2 separate regions of the Mus musculus genome follow, and region 2 is linked to region 1. Evidence: chromatin contacts called from public HiChIP or PLAC-seq data. All regions are on one chromosome and are shown on one strand. The core of a region is the stretch at or near the end of the contact, and the rest is flanking DNA. Distances in the headings are between cores, read along the strand shown.

Region 1 (3,390 bases), core at 403-2,902:
TGTTTGTTTGTTTGTAGTTCCTTTTACAACATTAGTATTGAGTGTGTCAGACTCATCCAAAAGAATGGGGCAATTAAAAGGAAATAAAAAGTTATAATCAATGTACATTGTAAAAATAGGTGTGTAGCAGGAACTGGACAGGTATCCAGATGACACAGGATGATAATATTGGTTAACAGTTAATCCTTCTACAGAAGGCTCTTATCTGTTTTTAGATTATGTAGGGATTTGCATTTTTTTTTATTTCATGAATTTTGGTATACACAGTTACGTATATTTAATTTTGAAACAGTAAACAAGTGACTGTAAGTAATCAAAACTCTCCGTGGCTGGGCTGTTTCCTGTACTTCTGAAGCTGTCCGTGAGTTCCTGGCTCAAGCTTATTCCTTCCCAGGCCAAGAGTCAGTTACTGTCCCTGAAGATTTTTGGAGTCAAACTCCTTATCAGCCATCCAGCTTGTTTTGAATTTAACTGGAAGATCTTCAGTAATGGAAAACTCACACACTCATTATATAGGTTAATTGTAATTTATTTTGTGTTGCACAATATAGACTCACAGACCAACAGGCATTATTTTCTATGTATTAATGAATTATTTTGGCCTGGCAAGATGTCTGGGTGGGGAAAGGTGCTCATCGCAAAAGCCTGGCAACCTAAGTTTGATCTGATTCCTAGACTCTGTGTAAAGGTGAATGAAGAGAAGCAATTGCATGAAGCTGTCTTCCAGTCTTCTTACACAGCCTCATACAACAACAACAATAATACAATAACAACAACAACAACAAGGAGAAGAACAACAACAATATCAATGGCAACAGAAATACCATTTTACCTTTTCCATAAAGGCCTTCAGAAGATAATAAGTATTTGGAATTTTTAATAGTAAAGTGTTTTTCCCCTATAGTTTTCAAGACATTTTATTAATATGATGTACACACCCTGAAAAGTTAAGAATAATTTAGATAAAGGGGGCTTTTTAAAAACTAGGGCTGGAAGGATGTGTCAACAGGTAAGAGCACTTGGTGCTCTTGCAGAGGACTGGAATTCGGGGCTCAGTGCTCACACTGGGTGGCTCCCCTGCCTGTTTCAGGGGATTTGAGAGTCTGTTCTACATTCATGGCACCTGCATGCACACGCATACACACAACACACACACACACACACACACACACACACACACACCACACACACACAGAAGTTAAACTTCAATTTTTTTTTAAGAATTAATATAGCAAGAGAAAGTTGATCAAACATGTCATTCTGTGCATGGCTGAGTTATGACCTGTTATGCTATTTTTGTAAAGTTGAAGGTTGAAGCTTTAATGGAGGAAATAGACAGTTTCTGGTATTTGGAGGGCTGTGCCTAGGAAGTATGTCACCCACTACTGCTCTCTTCCCCAGGTGGTGTCCGCATCTCTGGAACATTCCAAGCACTTGTGCTTGTCCTTTTCTTACCTCAGGTCCACGTAGTCTCTGTCACTTTGGTGTTTGTAACGATTCATTCCAATAGGAGTCCAGTTTCCATCTTGCTCTACAGCCCTTTTCAATAGCTTCCCCAGCAGACTTGCTGGCTGACAGTTGTTACATTGTTAACACATAAACACACACTCTATTCAATCACTCCTGAGACCCTATGGCAGTGACTTGTTCTGAGTAACTTGACTACTTCCTGCCCTCGCAGTAGACAGTTTCTATCCTCCAGTACAGCGGCCTCCCTAAGGCTAAGACCCTCTAACCCAATTCCTCATGTGGTGGTGACCCCCCCCCGCCCCCACCCCCCTAACCATAAAATTATTTTTATTGCTACTTCTTAATTGACATTTTGCTACTAATTGCTAATCATAATGTTAATATTTATATTTTCCGATGGTTTTGCGTGACCCTGTGAAAAGGGACAGGACCCAGAGGTTGACAAACTCTGATCTAGTATTTCCAGCTCTACTGGGGTGGAAGCCGACCTAGAGAATACAGAATTGTGAGAGGGCTGTTAAGAGATAAGGCCTTTGAGGAAGTGCTTTAAGATCAGGAAGAGATAGCTGTACTGGCATCAGGGCTACTGTGCTGAGAGAAAGGGCGAAGTCCGGTACCACCCAAGGATGGAATGGGAAGTCTGAGCATTCCAAATAGTGTAGAACGAACTCTTCCTCCTTTAAGACCCAGCTCAGGTGGTACCTCTCCTATGATGTCACCTCTCTCTACCCAGAAGGGCCTCCCCCCTCCTTCAGTCTTTTGTCATTTGAATGGCTTGCTGCACATTTTCCATTTCCCTTTCTACTACAATTATATATGTGGCAGTTTTGAGGTTCCCTGTGGAGATCCTTAATTTATCTTAAAATCTGCCGGCTGCGGTGATTATAGCATCACAAGCTCTTGTCACTGTTGAATGAGTGGGGAAACGAACCTATGACAGGCTGTGTCTTAGAGAGGCGGGGGCGAGTGACAGTGGGGCTGGTGGGGCTTTATGTCAGACTGCACCCAGTCACGTCGCAAGTTAACTGCTGATTCCCGAATTATTTCCTCAGTTCTCTCGGTACACATCCGGCCTTGTTGGATGGAGTTTTATCTAATCCTGTCCTTTTTCTGAGCAAACTTGTTGAAATTTCTCATTGGTAGTCTCCCCTTGTTCTGTTACACAACGGTTGTTAATGGGGTGTGGTAGCACTTTCGTGCCTCTTAGCCCCGGTTCAATACTGCCAAACTCACATCATCATCATCATGCTCACTTTAAAATGTATTTATACACTTTCAATTTATAAACTACAAATTATGAAATGTAATTATAAACTTTGACAGTACTTCAGGGAGAGATTTTTAATTTTTATAGATGCATGTAAAATGAATTATAGCATACAATACTTATACTAATCTAGACTTTAGAAAAGTACAGAAAAACTAAAAAGGGACATATTTATGTCTTTCCAAGCAAGCACTGATAACCTTTTTTTTTCATTTCTTTATTTCTTTTCAAAGTTCGTAATTTTTTATTATAAAATTTTATTTTCATTTATTTATTTTGTGTTACGTGTGGGCAAATGACTTTGCCTGTATATGGAGGTTAGAGGACAGCTGGCAGCAATTCTGGATAAAGGTCAGGTTGTCAGGCTTGTGTGAAAGTTCCCTAATCTGCTGAGCCCTCCCAGCTGGCCCCTGCCTTTCCCCCTAACCTACCTACTTCCTTGGCTGCCCACTCCCTCTTTCTCTCTTTCAAACTGGACATTTTGGTCTCCAGTTTTACTTAAAATTACAACACATCCCTGTGTTGTGGAAATTCCTTTGAACTCTGAAGAACTGCACCCTGCTTCGCCGAGGAAGTGAACACCAGCTGGTTATTTTATAGGGTTGCATGCATCTTTCTGTTAACTTGTGCCCTTTACTGCGGAAGATAATAGA
Region 2 (3,147 bases), core at 172-2,671, 310 kb after region 1:
TCTTTAACAAATAACTGATTCAAAACGTATACTGTTTATATGAATATATTTGTGAATATATTTATATATATATGTTAAAATGCTACACAGCTTCAATCACTAGGGGGATTCGACATAGGGCATGGGGAGCACTCAGACTGTCATTGTCCCTTCTCTAAAACAAACAGAAAGTCACACAAATGCACTTCAGTTTCCAAGAGTGACTGGGGTTTGAATAAATAAACCAAAAAAAAAAATTAATGAGAACCAAATTTTCCAAGGATTTCCCAAAATCTCATCTGCAAGCTGAAGAGCAGACATGGCGAGAAAGTTGAGACTCAGAGTGAAAACCATTAGTGTAATGAGAAGATGTGTGTGTGTGTGTGTGTGTGTGTGTGTGTGTGTGTGTGTGTGTGATGCTACATGCAGGTATTAGAGGAAAGATAAACTTGGAGGTGGGGAAAAAGAAAAGAAAAGAAAAGAAAAGAAAAGAAAAGAAAAGAAAAGAAACCACTCCAACATGGTGACAGCATTTAACCTTTTGTGTGGTGCATAAATCTTGTTTCCAATGAATTATCTACAGTGCAGTGGCCAGAAGAAAGTACCACCAGTAAGACAGCGTGGTTTGCTAAAGCAGCAATGAACACCGGAAAACTACAGTAGTTATAGCTTTTAAAATACCCTGCCAACGTGTCCAAAGTCAAAAACACCTGAAGGTGCTAGAACACCACCCCTGAAGCTTCTAGCACCAGAATACCTCGCTGTTTCCATCTGCTGGCCTGTGAGTCCTTCTCCCTCTCCCTCAGGGCCACAGTCCAAGAGCCAACGGCTATGGCTGACCAGTCCTAGAGACCACTCCTAGGGATTCTTCTTCAAGATTATGATCCTGACGGCTTTAAGAGCAAATGGCTACTCTGGAAGTTCTAAGGACGTGTCTAAGTCTGAAGTGTTTCTTCCATAGAACTGTATTACCATTTGATTGTGTTAGCAATATCATAATTAACCATTGTTCAGCAATATCTAGAGGCTTTTATTCCATGATGCCCAGTGTAATTATGACAGGCAGTGGTTTGAATTTTACTCTGTTGTTCGTCTGAGAATTTCGGCTATATACATTATACATAGATACCCTTGGAAGGATTCCCCTGTCATTTGAAGAAGTCTGCAGGTGAAGTTCTTCTGATTCATGGAGTTTCATGGAGCTTGAGCAGAAGCAAACAATAGAGATGCCAGTTCCCAGGTTAGCACGGATGCTCAAAATAGTGGATACAGCATCCGGAAGGAAGGATGCTATCTTTGGTCACAAATTAGCTTATAGTTAGAGAGGGGCAGGGAGAAAGAAGGAAAAGTAGATGCTGTGTGTTTGCTGAGAGTGGAAGTGTCACTGGGTCCCAGTAATTAGGCCACTTCAGTCACTCCTGCGCAGAAATGGGAAGTTGCATATTGAGTGGGTTTGTGGTTTCTGGTGAGAACTGGGCAGCTCCTCATTTGGCCTCTTGCTTTGTGTTCTCCTTGCAGAAGTGCCGAAGGAGTTGCTGGAGATCTCGCTGGAGGTCGTCTTGGTCCAGTGCTCCGGGAACATCCTCCAGGTGCTCCAAGGTGATGTGTTTCCCCTGCTGGTCCTTCACCACAGCCCTCCTCTGTGTCCTGGCTTTACTCATTGTTGTCCTACAGGAAGCAGACGAGATTAATTAGGCTCTGTCTTCCCTGAACACCCAAGAACTTCCTGTTTCACCTTTGCATGTGTTTCTATTAGCATGTTTCTCGAGTTTCTCACAAGTGAGCTTCTCTTGTCAGAAAGGACCTGATTTTTTTTTTTTCATCTTTTAGAAACACTTCATGGGAAAGACTCTGTGTGTCCATTTTATTTTCTCAAAGAGAAGCCAGGTCATATGACTCATGTTCCGGTTGAGCTGCACGGATCTGAAAGATCCTTGTCTGCTCTGAAATAACCATCCCACAGGCACCACTGGCACACTCAGAAAAATCATTTAAAATCGATTCACTTCGCAGACCTCAACTTTGCCCAAATTTTGTCTTACTAGCACTTTCCTGTGAGATTCAGATCTTTAAAAACTGGGATATTCTATCAATATACAAGACAGGGACTACCAACAGGAAGGTCTCTGAAGCTTCCCTGGGAGTTAGCAAGAAAGGGAAAGGAAACAGATATGACTTGTGAGAGCTGACACTTCTTGTGTATCCTCAAGACCTCCATATGCCTAAGTCCTGTGCATCCCTGCATGCCAGTGCATCCCTGCATGCCTGTGCATCCCTGCATGCCGGCCGCTCCCTTCCCTGTCGCCTCACGAGGAGCTTCTTGAGAAAGGATGCTATAGCTTACTGTTTTATTTCATACAGTTATTTTCTTAGATTCCCCCACTTGAAAATGATACTACAATTTGTTCTCTCTGTATTCTTCTTGCTTTCTACCTGTGAGAATAATGCTTCAACTGCAAATATGTGTTGAGTATATTTTACGTACATACTATCCTATCATAGTTATGACAAATAAGAAAAATTGACTTTAGAGGATTTTAACGACATCCCACATTATTATTATTATTATTATTATTATTATTATTATTATTTATTATTATTATTAAAAGTGTTAGATAAGGGACTGGGATTCCTGAGCCTGTGTCCATATCTGGGAAGTCATGGACCTTCAAATCCAGCAACAGAGAAGGACAAGCATTTTCCTAATGAATTCCCAGTGTTTAGAAGCTGAAGTTCTGACCATGGTCAAACCTGGAAACACTCACTGGGACAATCGTGTATTCTAAAAATTTACTTCTTCCATAATACTTACAGCTTCCCTCTGAACATCCTTGCTTCCTTCTCCCTTTCCCCAAACCTTTCACTCTAGTAGATATTAAGTGAATTGTATTTTTCATTTGATGGCATATCTACATTTGTTCCTCTTGATGGAATATTCAAACTTGATTGCTGTGGATGCAATCAGTTTGTGTTATTTCTGGTGGTCCCCAGCAGTGCTGCTTCTTTTACTCCACAAAAGGCAAATATCAGCCTCTTTCTGTAGAAGTTAGGAGACATTTCATAGCTCTCTTGTCACAGGGCAGGCCTATAGCCTAAGTCTCTTCCTTCCTTCCTTCCTTCCTTCCTTCCTTCCTTCCTTCCTTCCTTCCTTCCTTCCTTCCTTCCTTC

Evidence for each region. HiChIP or PLAC-seq counts read pairs in DNA pulled down with a chosen protein or histone mark.
Region 2: a contact with region 1 is called in an H3K4me3 HiChIP or PLAC-seq map of bone marrow-derived macrophages, with 4 times the contacts expected there. The contact joins two enhancer-like sites. A contact is called at or near these places in 1 of 15 datasets of contacts at CTCF or cohesin (the NIH/3T3 cell line), 1 of 484 Hi-C or Micro-C datasets (bone marrow-derived macrophages), 1 of 115 datasets of contacts at active chromatin or transcription factors (bone marrow-derived macrophages) and 1 of 9 other capture datasets (embryonic stem cells).

Annotation. Positions count from the first base shown.
Region 1 is chr3:126,607,864-126,611,253 of GRCm38.p6, forward strand. The region is part of intron 2 of Camk2d (calcium/calmodulin-dependent protein kinase II, delta); the gene reads left to right. Among named protein-coding and RNA genes, the nearest start is that of Camk2d, 13 kb to the left of the region's middle. Within about 2 kb of position 1,653, at least 101 of the 459 cell types and tissues checked have an H3K27ac peak or open chromatin away from gene starts, as enhancers often do. A contact at or near this core is called in bone marrow-derived macrophages, where this site is marked.
Region 2 is chr3:126,922,325-126,925,471 of GRCm38.p6, forward strand. It overlaps Ank2 (ankyrin 2, brain), which reads right to left. Exons shown (of 48, transcript NM_001327938.1): 48 at 1-1,647. The coding sequence ends at 1,633. Among named protein-coding and RNA genes, the nearest start is that of Gm25501, 81 kb to the right of the region's middle. Within about 2 kb of position 1,422, at least 56 of the 459 cell types and tissues checked have an H3K27ac peak or open chromatin away from gene starts, as enhancers often do. A contact at or near this core is called in bone marrow-derived macrophages, where this site is marked.